Linked DNA regions of Sus scrofa: region 2 is linked to region 1. The links are chromatin contacts, called in public Hi-C maps. All regions are on one chromosome and are shown on one strand. The core of a region is the stretch at or near the end of the contact, and the rest is flanking DNA. Distances in the headings are between cores, read along the strand shown. Region 1 overlaps TIAM2 (T-lymphoma invasion and metastasis-inducing protein 2). Region 2 overlaps SCAF8 (protein SCAF8).

Region 1 (7,208 bases), core at 1,535-4,034:
GACCCCTGGTCACATCCACTTCCTCCCCCTGCTTCACCCTCCTCACAGTTTCTGTGCTGAAACCGTGTTTATCTTTCAACCTTATTTCAAATGACCCTTCTGGTCAAGCATCTCCTGCTCCCCAAGCTTCCAACCCCAATTCCACCCAATGGACTCAGCCACTCTCCATGACCCTGGCTCTGCGCTGGGCTAAACCCAGCCCACCGGACAGTCATTTTCAGGCTGCTCTCACGGGCCCCACACACCGTGTTCAAAGCTCGATGACAACAGAGGCTCACTCTCTCTTTCTCAGTCCCTTTCAGGCCTTAACACAGTGCGTGGGTCAGACGCCCAGAACCCACCTCCACCCATGGCTGCTGAACTGGATTCAAGGAGAAATTCACAGACACATGTAGGCTGAGCAGATACAAACTGTCCATTTTCAGTATGTTATTGGAGAATCTATTTACACTGTGTCAAGCTCTTACTCCTCGCTCAAGTTTCAAGAAGAGGAGTTAAAAGGATTATTGAAAGGGAAGAAGTTCCAGGCTAAAGAAAAGTATGAGGGTAAATGGAGAGACAAAGGAAGGACAGATGAAATATCCCAGTTCTATTTGATTCACCAAGGCTTTGTGCCTACAAATGCTCCGAGGAATCATTTCCTGAGTCTATACTATTGGCCTAAGATCAAGTCCACAATGGATAAGAAGATGCCTACCAAAGCCAAGGCTGTGGAAGGTTCAGATCCCCTCGAGAGATCCTACAGTGAAAATGCACACGTCACTGTTTTTTCTGTGCATAAGACACACACACATCCCTTTAGAAAGGTATGCAATTAAAGTAAAATCTGAATATTCAAAGAAAGCATCAAGAATGTGGAACTGATTAATCCATTCATTAGACCTAGAAAAAGGAATGGCCTCTGGGTACTTACAGGGTTTCCTAAGGTATTGGCAGCTTAGCCCACTTGGAGAAAAAACCGGATTGATCCCCTCAAGGGTTGATGCTATCCACATTGAAATCGCATGCTTTATTTTCAATAAGCCGGATAAGATACTATCCTACATTCTTTTTCATAAAAGGAACAGAGAATTGTGAAAATAAGCACAACAAGTTGAGGTATCCGGAAAACTCTTTTCTCAGCGTACCCTTAAAGGTGCTATGTTATTTTTTATTTTTTGGTAAATGCCTCATTCTTTTTTTTTTTTTTTATTGGCATACAGTTGATTTACAATGTTGTGTTAGTTTCAGGTATACAGCAAAATGATTCAGTTATACACATACATATATCCCTTCTTTTTCAGACTCTCTTCCCATTTAGGTTATTATAGAGCATCCAGTAGAGTTCCCTGGGCTACACGGCAGGTCCTGGTTGATTATCTCATTTGTATATAGTGTGTGTTAACCCCAAACTCCTCATTTGTCCTTCCCCCTACTTTTATGAAGTGAATATCATATGATATCACTTATGCGTAGAATCTAAAAAAAAAAAGGTACAAATGAACTTATTTACGAAACAGAATCAGACTCCCAGCCTTTGTACCCTTTCCAACTGCTCCCTCCCTCCCTCCCCTGAAATCTTCTAAAAATTAGTACAGGATCAGCCTGCTGAAGGTTTCCAGCTCCTGGAGCAGACAGCAAAGATGTAACTAACAGACCGTCTGGGTCAGGACTGGTTCTCGGATGTGTCCCGGCTTCGATTTCTCTACCTTTACAAGGAGCTAAAACGTGTCAGCCTCACGGGGTTGGGGGGGCGGGGGCGGCGGTCAGGAGACTGGTGTGAGGAACGGCCCTTAAAGGTACATAAAACTGAAAAAGGTCACAGCGAGATACAAGAACTTTCTTGCAGTTCAGAGTGGATTGGGAAACTGCACTGCAGCAGCCTTGACCAGTGCCATTCAGTGACGGCCACGGAAAAGAACTGCGTGCGAGTCAGCCGCGGGGAGCCAGGTGGCTCCTGGTGCTCAAGACCACATGGCCCAGCGTGCGGCACCATCCACGAAATGACCACATCCCGGAGGCACGCCTCGGCCACCGCGGACACTCCAGTTAAGACTCACAAATCCCTTCAGCCTCCCGAGTGGGTAGGGCAACTTCGGTAGACGCATCGCTTCTTCCACCTCCACTAATGGTCTGGAAAGCACATGTCAAATTACGTCTGCTCAGGGTGCCTCAAGGAGAGAAAATTGAACCTCCGCGGGTTCTCACAGCAGATGCTTTGGGATCAAATGGCTTGTAATTGCTACTTGGATCACTGAAGGGAAGGGAGTAGCAAAAATCACAATCTGGCTGTCACGAAGGGGCCCACACCACAGTTGCTGATAAAAGGAAGGTCTATTAGCAAGTGAGATGAGGAGAAGGCACAAAAGGAGTTGCGTGCCCTTGGCTGTCTCAGCAACAGCAAAATGTCACCGAGGAGGAGGAGCTTATTTCCTTCTCGGGCTGATGCCCAAACATCAGTTGATATGAAAGGAAAACAAAGACCTATGCATGTACTCTCCGCGCGGGCCTGTGTGGATGTCGCAGGCTTCTCTACCAAAGGCACTATTTAAACAGACTGCCGCGCTACCGTCAAGAGGAAGCGGCTTCATTCACAGCTTCCATTTAAAAAAAAAAAAAAATTAGCATATTCTTTCCCAGTTTGGAGCTCATGACTCATGTGACAATACTTCATTCACTCGCTGCCCCAGAATGTTGGGATACCCCCATCCAATTTTCCAGGCAAGAGCGCCAAGGCCCAGGGCTCCATGATTTCTGCCACAAAGCTTCTGGGGCTGCTCCCTTCCAGAGCCTCAGCAGGGGATCTGTGACAACCATCTCCATAACAAACACGTCCCCGCAAAAGCGGACTGAGACTCATTATTGCTCATCAAGACGTTCCCTCCGAAAAGCTTGAAAAGCTTTCATTGCTGGCTCGCCAAAGTGTCCTTTCAAAAAGGCTCAAAGGAGACTGGCTTTCTTCCAACCTTAACAGATTTCGAATTAGGGTGACTCACTGTTGGCCTGTTACATGATGCACCAATTAGAATGGAATATTTTTAAATGCCTGCCCACACACTCGGGAATGACTGCCTTTCTGTGTTAGGCTAATGGACAGAATATACTGACTGTTTACAAATAGATGGTTTGTGCAAGTTATAAATACTCTCCAAGAAGGCTTAGCAGAGAAAAACTAGTGGAATGAAATATTAATTATTCAACCAGCTACTGGGGGAATCTTAAGTCCCAGAGATATAAAAAACCAAGTACTCTTCATTCTATCTGTACCTCAATGAAACCTAGCTGAGTGTATAATGCAGAAATGATAAACATACCATTAAAATAATCCTATATGTCTGAGAAATATCTTCAACACTGCTATACCAGAAGCAATGTTTAGTTAAAACAAACAAGGATAAATGTTTAAATACATATACTTAAAAAAAAAACAACAACAGATGCCATAATACTTTCTTCTCACCCACCACAGTGTCAATGGGACCTGTTGATTAAATCACAAGATCATTTGGTAATTTGAGCTCAATTTAAATAAGCACTCAGCTTAATTCAGACCATTAAAGGCTATTTTAGCAAAACTTATTTTCAAAGTCCACTGTTAAGTTCTGTTAATAGAAAGTGCTCTGATGAATTATGGGTTCTTTTTTTTTTGCCAAACAGCTCTTCTCAGCCATTGAAGGGCTACCTCTAATTTGGACGATTAATAGGCAAATTTATTAAGCAATACTATAATCCTTAGCAGTGAGCCACGGATGTGAATATATAATCATGGAGTTTCCTGGTGGCCTAGCAGGTAAAGGATCCCATGTTGTCACTGTGGTGGCTCAGGTTTCATCCCTGGCCTGGGAACTTTTGGTGTGGACCAAAAAAAAAAGATATATATATATAAAATCAAGGGTCCTAGTTACCAGCTTGCCTGGGAACCATGCCATACAAACTTGGTGGGATGACCAACTGCAGAAGGTAGTAAGAACCAAGCAGTGAAAGGCAATACATTTTTTTTTAAGCAGGTCAAATCCCTGGTGGACGGCATCATTTGATCTGGATTTTGAAATAAGTTTGGTGTGTGTACAGAAATAAAGGGGCAGGGAATGGAAATTATTTATTATGAGAAGTCAACCTTTTTTTTTTTTTTTTTTTTTTTTGCTTTTTATAGGGCCACACATGGACATTCCCAGGCTAGGGGTCGAATCAGAGCTGCAGCTGCAGCTGCCAGTCTACACCACAGCCACAGTCACACAGGATCCAAGCCATGTCTTCGACCTATACCACAGCTCACGGCAACGCTGGATCCCCAACCCACTGAGCCAGGCCAGGGATCAAACTCTCATCCTTATGAATACTAGTCAGATTCATTTCCGCTGTGCCCCAATGGGAACTCCAGAGGCCTACCTTTTTGAAGGTATCAAAGGAGGGCCTGGATTTGGCTTCCTTGGGGTCTCATTTGGTTTGGTCAAATCTGGCAAAATAAGGGCACAGAGACCAGCCAGGAGCAACGCCTAAGACATAGCCTCCTGGCACAGCCACCTGGTCTCATGCCCTGCCCTTTGGCAGCCCCTGACCTCTGAGAGTGGGAGGGGAGGGGAAGATTTTGAGGAAAGGTCCTCTCCCCATTTCAGGACACCTCAGCTAGAGCTGTCCCCCAGAACCGAGCAGCTTGGGGCCCACACTTGGCACCCACAGTTGGGCCAACCTCTGTGGAGGCAGAATCGGTGGGTGTCTCTGTTGCATGTTTTAGGATCACTCGCCTCCCTAGGACCTGTCACAGGATCTAACCCTCCACCATTCCTTAGATTTTTCAAACTAAACTGGCAGTTCACTGAATTATCCCAATTAATTTGTTAAATAATACCGTCTCCTTCTACAGAAGCACATTCAGTTGTCCAAGTCCTTAAAGTCGGGTTTCGGCCTCAACAAACAGGCTAGGGGTTTATGGGACATAAAACCTAAGGTAAAAGGATTTGGTGAAGGAGCAGTTAAGAGAAATAGATGGTAACATGAAGCACAGCCTTAGAGGGAAGGTGCGGATTGGAAAAGGCACAAAGAGGAGGCATAAGCTCACCCAGACCATCACCCTTCTCCAGAATCCTACTCAGAAATGGTTCTGAGGCTGTGTTAGGTCAGAAGCCGTGTGGGGCGAGGGGGCCCCTGTACACAGCTCGACTGCGGGCACTCAGTGAGCCAAAGGCTGCTCACTCGGGATGTGCTGTGGGTGTGAGGACCCCCGGCCCCCGGGAGGAAAATGCAAACTTGGACTCATTGATCTCTCAAATGAAGGGACGTGCTGCTGAGAAGTGGGGACAAATAAATGAAAGCTACTATCGTGACTTTAGCTGCGCCGCTTTTGAGATGGAGTGACCACGACTTTAGCCACCTTCAAAAATACTCAGCATGCTGAAAACACCTTTTAATTACTCAAGACCATTTGACCTCTAAACCTGTTTTCAGCAGATTCATGTAAAGATTCTCAACTGGCATTCTCCACTTAACTTAGCATGTGTGTTGGAGTTCCCGTCATGGCTCAGTGGTTAATAAACCCGACTAGCATCCAGGAGGACACGGGTTCGATCCTTGGCCTTGCTCAGTGGGTTAAGGATCCAGTGTTGCTATGAGCTGTGGTGTAGGTTGCAGATGCGGCTCAGATCCTGAGTTGCTGTGGCTGTGGTATAGGCCGGTGACTACAGCTCTCATTCGACCCCTAGCGTGGGAACCTCCATATGCCGTGGGTGCGGCCCTAAAAAGGCAAAATAATAATAATAATAATAATAATAATAATAATAATAATGACTTAGCATGTGTGTCATCAAATAAAATAAGACGGCTGCCGTCTACGGCAACATTTACCTCACTGAAGTTGTTGGAGTTTTGAGGTAGCTGAGTTCCAGAAAATCCATGGCTGCCACTTGAATCAAATATCTGATGAAGGGGGGAAAAAAGACTAATGAAATGGCTCTGTAATTTCATTTGGCAGCTACCTGTCCTGAGTATTAAAAAATTAAGTTCTGGAGTTCCCGTCATGGCTCAGTGGAAACAAATCCAACTAGGAACCATGAAGTTTTGGGTTCGATCCCTGGCCTTGCTCAGTGGGTTAAGGACCCAGCGTTGCCATGAGCTGGGGTGTAGGTTGTAGATGTGGCTTGGATCTTGCGTTGCTGTGGCTGTAGTGTAGGCTGGCAGCTGCAGCTCTGATTAGCCCCCTAGCCTGGGAACCACCATATGCCACGGGAGCAGCCCTAGAAAAGACAAAAAAAAAAAAGACAAAAAAAAAAATTAAGTTCTACAACATTTTATAAGATCTTCATATCACAATTTGTACTATTTAATAGTCTACTACATTTAAAGATTTAACTTAAAAGTTGCTTTTCCCCCTTACGGCTATATATTTTACTTTTCTGTGCTATACATTATTTAAGTCATCCCATATCTTCTTGATGTTGCTTTTACCAAGAGGTACATCTTTCTGAAGATGTAGAAATCAAATTTGGTAATGCCACCAAAAACAAGCTTGAAACTATTTTTTAAAAGTGCATAGACTAAATATTGGGAAGAAATAAAAGTAAATATTAAAAGTGGTTGTGTTTGGGTAGAGCGGCTAGGAATAATTTCCTTTACTTTTTCCAATTTTCATCTTCTTGATTTTATAGTAGATTGCTAAACATTAAAGAATAGGCCATTTATAGATACCTACTACATAAACTTCATTCAGTTATATAAATATCAACTCTACAATTAGGTTCGTATCTTTTTAAAGCAAAAATGTTCAGCCAAATGCTTCTGTTTCTCAAGAAATCTTCAATTACGGACACTTAGCACATACAATGAGGTGAAGACCATATTAGGATATCCTATCTGATCAGCTGCATGTGAACATCTTATAAGTAACTTATCAAGATATTATCATTTAATTATACAGAATTGGCTACCTTGAATCTATATACCTTGATTATGTAGCATTTACCTCAGATATTTAAATTTCCCAGAAGTTCAATTCAAAACCATAAGCCCGGCATTAGTCAATGATGTAAACTATGACCTACAGTGAAGAAATGTTTCCATTTATAACCAACAAATGATTACTTTCACAAGTACAAGGAGAACCACATATATTTTTTTTTTCTTTTGCTTTTGCTTTTTAGGGCCGCACCCAGGGCACATGGAGATTCCCAGGCTAGGGGTCCAATCGGAGCTGCAGCTGTCTGACTATGTACCACAGCCACAGCAATGCCAGATCT
Region 2 (6,838 bases), core at 3,486-5,985, 220 kb after region 1:
CAGGAGCTAATAAAATTAATGCAGAAGACATGCTGGCTAAATTCTGGAAGTAAATGTCTCCTTATTCCAAGTATTTGGAACTCCTAAAAGACCATATAACCTCTAGGAGAAAAATTAATTCAGTGCCTCACTAAATGCATGCCTTAAATATAAAATATGGAGACAAGGGTATCTTCCTCCACTGCTGGTGGGGATATAAATTGGCACAACCTCTATGGAAAACAGTATGGAGGTTCCTCAGAAAACTCAATATAGAACTACCATATGACACAGCAATCCCACTCTTGGGCATATATCCAGACAAAACTTTCCTTGAAAAAGATACATGCACCCGTATGTTCACTGCAGCACTATTCACAATAGCCAAGACACGGAAACAACCTAAACGTCCATCAACAGATGAATGGATTAAGAAGATGTGGTGCATAGACACAGTAGAATACTACTCAGCCATAAAAAAGAACAAAATAATGCCATCTGCAGTAACATGAATGGAACTAGAGACTCTCATACAATGTGAAGTAAGTCAGAAAGAGAAAGACAAATACCATATGATATCACTTATATCTGGCATCTAATATATGGCACAGATGAAACTTTCCACAGAAAAGAAAATCATGGACCAGAACAGACTTGTGGTTGCCAAGGGGGAGGAGGAGGGAGTGGGATGGACCGGGAGCTTGGGGTTAATAGATGCAAACCATTGCATTTGGAGTAGATAAGCAATGAGATCCTGCTGTGTAGCACAGGGAACTATATCTAGTCATTTATGATGGAACACGATGGAGAATAATGTGAGAAAAAGAATATATATATATGTATGTATGACAGTCACTTTGCTGTAGAGTAGAAACTGTCAGAACACTGTAAATCAACTATACTAGAAAAAATAAAAATCATAATATGTATGTGTGTATGTGTGTATGAGTCAGTTAAGTCACTTGCCTGGTTGTCATGTTTCAGCCAAACTTAGCGGCAAGGATCTCCTCCTGAAGCTATGATGAGCTTTCTGACAGGCTGCTGGAGATGGAGAAGACAGACTCTCCTTGGAATTTCTGATGCTGTTCCCCTGACTCCCTCCAAATCCCAGCCTGGCCTCAGAAGAGAAGAGCTGCCTACTCTCTTTTGCAAATGTCACCATCCACAGGATATTGTTGGGAACTTCTTCATCAGTCTCCTCATTTATTTTATTTTGTTTGTCTTTTTTTTTTTTTTTTTTTTTTTGTCTTTTTGCCTATTCTAGGGCCACTCCCGCGGCATATGGAGGTTCCCAGGCTTGGGGTCCCATTGGAGCTGCAGCCACCGGCCTACACCAGAGACACAGCAACTCGGAATGTGAGCTGCGTCTGCAACCTACACCACAGCTCACGGCAATGCTGGATCCTTAACCCACTGAGCAAGGCCGGGGATTGAACCCGCAACCTCATGGTTCCTAGTCAGATTCGTTAACCACTGGGCCACTATGGGAACTCCAGTCTCCTCCTTATTTTTGTTTATTTGTCTGGTTTTGGTCTCCACCTCTGTCCATGTATTCAGACAGCAAATAAGCAAATAGCAAGATTTGAACCATCTTGGGAAAAGAAGAAGGAAAGCGAGGCAGGAAGATAACGATCTATTTCCGACACATTAACGGGTGTGTGCTGGGAAATCCTCCACGCAGGGCAGCGGAGATAATGAGAAGACGGGATAGACACTGACTGAGGGATTAAAGACAAAATCAGGGAGTCTGGGGGGCCCACGGAGACAGTGCAGGAACAATTCTGCAGGCAGCCTGGCACTTGCTCGGGGCCACAGCCCAACAAGTGCAAACGGGGTTGTCACGGCATGCAGAGCCTCAAGTCACTCAACACTCAACCAGAACCTCAATTTTTTTTTTTTTTCTGCACCCACAGCATGTGGAGGTTCCTGCACCAGGGATCAAACCGATGCCATGGTTGCAGCCTGCATCACAGCTGTGGCAAGGTCACATCCTTAACCTGCTATGCCACAAGGGAACTTCTAGAACCTCAATTTTATTTAAAGTTGGGGAGGGTGTGATTGCAGAGCTGGGTAGTTTGACACAGTACAACCCATGACTCGTGTATTAAATCTTGAACCAACGTGTCTGAATAAAGTGTAATGTTTGCACAGGATTCATGATCACACAGGAGCTGTGTGATGAGACAAGCTGTTTCGATGCATGTGGCCACTACGACTAGGAGCCTGGCCACCAGAAGAAGGAAGGGGATTTACTCTTTCCCCTTTGCCGTTAAGTGGATGGGGGAAAGTTTGATATGCTGCCCTAAAGACACAGGAAAATGCCTCCATCCCAGAGAGGGTTTTGTGATACCTCATTTCAGGTTCACGATGCTGGCCTTTCAAAGTGCCTCCGGGGAGTTCCCTGGTGGTCTAATGGTTAGGATTTGGCACTTGTACCATTGCAGTCTGGTTCCATCCCTGGTCTGGGAACTGAGAGCCCACATCAAGCCACTGCACGCCTCAGCCAAACAAAAAACAAACAAAAGAAACCCAAAAAAGTGCCTCCAACATGGAGGCCTTTATTTGGGGAGTGGGTGTGCTTAGAGCCTCCCAGGGGCACCAGATGTTGCCCACGTGGGGAACTCCGACTCCCCTGATGTCCCTGCCTACAGAGCAGGCATTACCCTCCTGCCCACCTGGCTCCCCAGGCTTTATTTATTTATTTATTTGTCTTTTTTTTTTTTTTTCTTTTTTAGGCCTACACCTGCAGCATGTGGAAGTTCCCAGGCTAGGGTCAAATCGAAGCTGTAGCTGCCGACCTATGCCACAGCTCACGGCAACCCTGGATCCTTAACCCACTGAGCCAGGCCAGGGGTTGAACCCGCATCCTCATGGATACTAGTCAGGTTCTTAACCCGCTGAGCCCCAAGGGGAACTCCTCCCCAGCCTTTAAAGTCAGAGAACTCCAAGAGTGTCAGGGGAGCAGGGACTTGGGGCAGGCTTGGCCGCCTGTCCTGCGAAGGATGCCTGTGACCGGGGGCAGGCGGTGGACTTTCCCACATGCCTCTTAGGACCCAGAAAAGCCTGGGAAGGTCCCCAAAGTGGAAACAGAAGCCACTCATCACATTTCCCAGCAGCCCCCCATGCCATCTTTTCAAATCTTAACTTCTCCTTAATGGAAAACTTAGAAGGGAAGGTGATACCCAAGCAGCTTTCAGAATCAGGAACGCATGGCTTAGTGCTTGTGGCTCTGGCCTTTGTTCCTGTGAGGTCACAGCCACTGGGAGCCGTTCTCACTGGGGTGGCCAGTGAGACTTGCAGAGCTGGGCGGGGGGAGGGATGAGGGAGTGTGTGCAGACACACGTCTGTGTTAAAGCAGCCTGAGTTTACAAGCACTTACTGGGAGATCTCAAGTTCCTTTTCTTAAAAGCATTAGCTTTCCATAATTACAGCTCACATCCTGTGAACCAGGCAAATATAATTACCCCACTTTCTGATAAGAAGATGGGTGCTGATTCCTAACGTGTGTTCTTTCTGAAGAAGTCTGACTCTGCAGAGCTGATTCAGGTCAGACACCTGTTTCAAGTCACTGGAAATTTAGTTTGAAGACTAAAGACTTCAGATCAAGTTCCCCTTCCCAGTTATGAGGTTTTTTGTCTTTTTAGGGCCACACTCCTGGCATATGGAGGTTCCCAGGGGTCAAATTGGAGCTGTAGCTGCTGGCCTACCCACAGCCACAGGAATGCCAGATCCTTAACCCACTGAGCAATGCCAGGGATCGAACCCGTAACCTCATGGTTCCTAGTGGGATTCATTTCTGCCACGGCAAGATGGGAACTCCTCTAGTTATAAGTTTTAAAAGGAGGAATGTTTTTTTGGAGTTCCCGTCATGGCTCAGTGGTTAACGAATCCAACTAGGAACCATGGGGTTGAGGGTTCAGTCCCTGCCCTTGCTAAGTGGGTTAAGGATCCGGCATTGCTGTGAGCTCTGGTGTAGGTCGCAGATGCAGCTTGGATCTGGTGTTGCTGTGGCTCTGGCATAGGCTGGCGGCTACAGCTCTGATTAGACCCCTAGTCTGGGAAACTCCATATGCTTTGGGAGTGGCCCTAGAAAAGGCAGAAAGAAAAAAAAAAAAGGAGGAATGTTTTTAAATTTGAGTATATTTTTGTTTTCTTTTTCCTTTTTTGTGGAAGTTCCTTGGCCAGGCATTGAACCTAAGCCACAGCAGCAACCTGAGCCATTGCAATGACAATGCTGGGTCCTTAACCCTCTATGGCACAAGGGAACTCCAAAACTGAGTGTATGTCTTGGTATGGAAAGAATTGGGATCGCAGGAAAAGCTTTGGCCCCCAGTTCTCCTTTGTCAATGTGTTTTCATCAGGCGTGACTGAGTGGATGGGCCAGATCGGACCCTGAGGAGAGGGGAGGGAAATCAGATGGAAAGGAGCCAGCAGAAGCCACGGGGGCTGGAGGAAGGAGAATAAGCACAAGGGAGGGAGGTGCTAATGCCCAGGGGCACATGCCCAAGGGCATCCGGGGCACAATGCTGCTGCAGTCAGGGCTCGGAGAGCAGAAGCCTCGCCCACGCCTTCAGCCTGGAGGACACAGGACCCTCCCAGGTTGTCAGGGCTGGAAACACTCCCTCCTCACGCTGCTGTCTGGGTTCCTTTCCCGACCTTAAAAGAACACACAGCATTGGTGGCGTCTCCCTAGCCTTGCCCTGCAGGCTTCATTCCTATTCTTTCCTGTTCTATCCACTCTGCTCCTCCAAGGCATCTGGCTGCTATTTCCTAATGAAATACCAGCTCCCATTTACTGAGTCATCACGATGCTCCCAGCGCTGCCCTAACGGCTTTATCAAACTGCATTTGACTCACAGGAACTCCCTCCATCACCCTGACCCGGGGCCCACGGGGCTCCTGTCCCTCTCATCCCCGACTTTCCAAGACCCCAAACGGCCACCACAGGGTCCCTTTGCCTAGACAATTAATTGTTCCCTTGAGAACAATGGCACCCCGTCTATGCAGACAGAAATCTGTGTTATGAGCCCTCCCTTCCCCACATCTGTCCAGGCTCTCCAGAAAGTCCCACTGAGGCGCTCTCCAAAAATACTCTCCTTCTCTCATCTCTTATTGGCTCATCCTCCTGTAGCTCCCCCGTCCAACCCCCGCCCCAGGGCTGGTCTCCCTGCCCCAACACTGGGCCCCCTTCCGTCTAGTCCTCCTGGTAGCAGAAGGGATGCCACCAGGATGACAACATTCTCCCACTTAGCACTCCCCGGGGGCTGCCCGGCACCCCTACTTCAGTCCCAGCTGGAATGTCACCTCTTGAGAGTTTTTCCTCACCAGTACTTTTCTTTTTTTGCTTTTTAGGGCCACACCTGCAGCGCATGGAAGTTCCCAGGCTAGGGGTCAAATTGGGAATTGCAGCTGCCAGTCTACACCACAGCCACAGCAATGCGGGATCCTTAACCCCCTGAGCGAGGCCAGGGATCAAACCTGCATCCTCATGGATACAAGTCAGGTTCTTAACCCGTCGAGCTACAGCGGGAACTCCCTGGCAGTACCTTTCACCCCACCCCCACCCCCTCCCCCATTCCTGCCCTCAGACTCTGGCTTTCATCACCGCACTTATTACAACTGAAATTATTTTAGCCATTTCTTTGTGGCTTTCTGTCTTAGAACAGGCGGGCCGTGCACAGCTTTTGCGTCAGCATCAACGGCTGATGTCAGGCCAGGCAGGACCCAGGGGCCTGTCTGTTCAGACTGTATCCCAGCGCTGTGCCCCCCCCCCATCCACTTCACTCAACTCTCGGCGTTGCTGCTCTCTTGGTTTTAGTGCACCCCTCCCTCCAACAGCCTTCCCGTCCGAGGAGGATCAGACGTCCCCCTGGAGACCTTGGGTTCCGGGTTCCCACCTCCCCCAGCCCCTCTCTCAAGAACGCAGCATCCGAAGCTGGGGCTGGAATTCCCGGCTCGCTTTCCCCCAGCCAAGGCAGCCACAAGAGGCAGGGCGAGTTACCAACAATCCTAAAACAGGAGGCCCCAGGATGAGAGAGAACGTCCCGTGATTCGATGGGTTGGAGCATTTTTTCCCCTGACCGCACATTCTTCATTTTTCTTTACCAGACGGCTGGACCATACGGCCGCTGTATCTCAGAGAGGAAGGAGGTTAGCCCTGGCTGGGAACGTGCCCCAGGGCACAGAAGCCCTGCTCCCCTTCGCCAGGCTCCTGGCCTATTCTGGCTCTGAGCAGGGTCCGAACACCCCCATGTGGTGAACCCCACTTCTCCCAGTCTCTGTCGGGCTGGTCCTGCTTGGGGGTAGGTAGGTAGCCAGGTAGGCAGACACAGGGCTCTGCTCCAGCTCCCCCCACCCCGTTTCCTTTTGGTCTTTTTGGAGCCATACCTGCTGTATATGGAAGTTCCTGGGCTAGGAATCGAATTGGAGCTGCAGCTGCTGGCCTATGCCACAGCCAGAGCTACACAAGAGTCAAGCCACATCTGTGAATGATACAGCAGCTTGTGGCAACACCGGATCCTTAACCCACTGAGCGAGGCCAGGGATCAAACCCACATCCCCATGTATACTATTCAGGTTCTTTTTTTTTTTTTTTCTAGGACTGCACCCACAGCATATGGAGGTTCCAGGCTAGGGGTTGAATCAGAGCTGTAGCCTAGCCACCAGTCTACACCACAGCCACGGCGATGGCAGATCCGAGCAGCGTCTGCCACCTACACCACAGCTCACCACAATGCTGGATCCTTAACCCACTGAGCGAGGCCAGGGATCAAACCCGCAACCTCATGGTTCCTAGTCAGATTCATTAACCACTGAGCCACGACGGGAACTCCCCATTGAGGTTCTTAACCCACGGAGC

Evidence for each region. A called contact is a pair of places that touch in the nucleus more often than the background predicts.
Region 2: a Hi-C map of embryonic fibroblasts shows a contact between it and region 1, with 2.3 times the contacts expected there. The contact joins two enhancer-like sites. A contact is called at or near these places in 9 of 47 Hi-C or Micro-C datasets (brain, embryonic fibroblasts, fetal liver and 5 more).

The regions. Positions count from the first base shown.
Region 1 is chr1:11,725,532-11,732,739 of Sscrofa11.1, forward strand. It overlaps TIAM2 (T-lymphoma invasion and metastasis-inducing protein 2), which reads right to left. Exons shown (of 28, transcript XM_021071939.1): 10 at 5,821-5,892. Among named protein-coding and RNA genes, the nearest start is that of CLDN20, 110 kb to the left of the region's middle. Within about 2 kb of position 2,785, at least 27 of the 83 cell types and tissues checked have an H3K27ac peak or open chromatin away from gene starts, as enhancers often do. A contact at or near this core is called in embryonic fibroblasts, where this site is marked.
Region 2 is chr1:11,947,771-11,954,608 of Sscrofa11.1, forward strand. The region is part of intron 20 of SCAF8 (protein SCAF8); the gene reads right to left. Among named protein-coding and RNA genes, the nearest start is that of TIAM2, 53 kb to the left of the region's middle. Within about 2 kb of position 4,736, at least 7 of the 83 cell types and tissues checked have an H3K27ac peak or open chromatin away from gene starts, as enhancers often do. A contact at or near this core is called in embryonic fibroblasts, where this site is marked.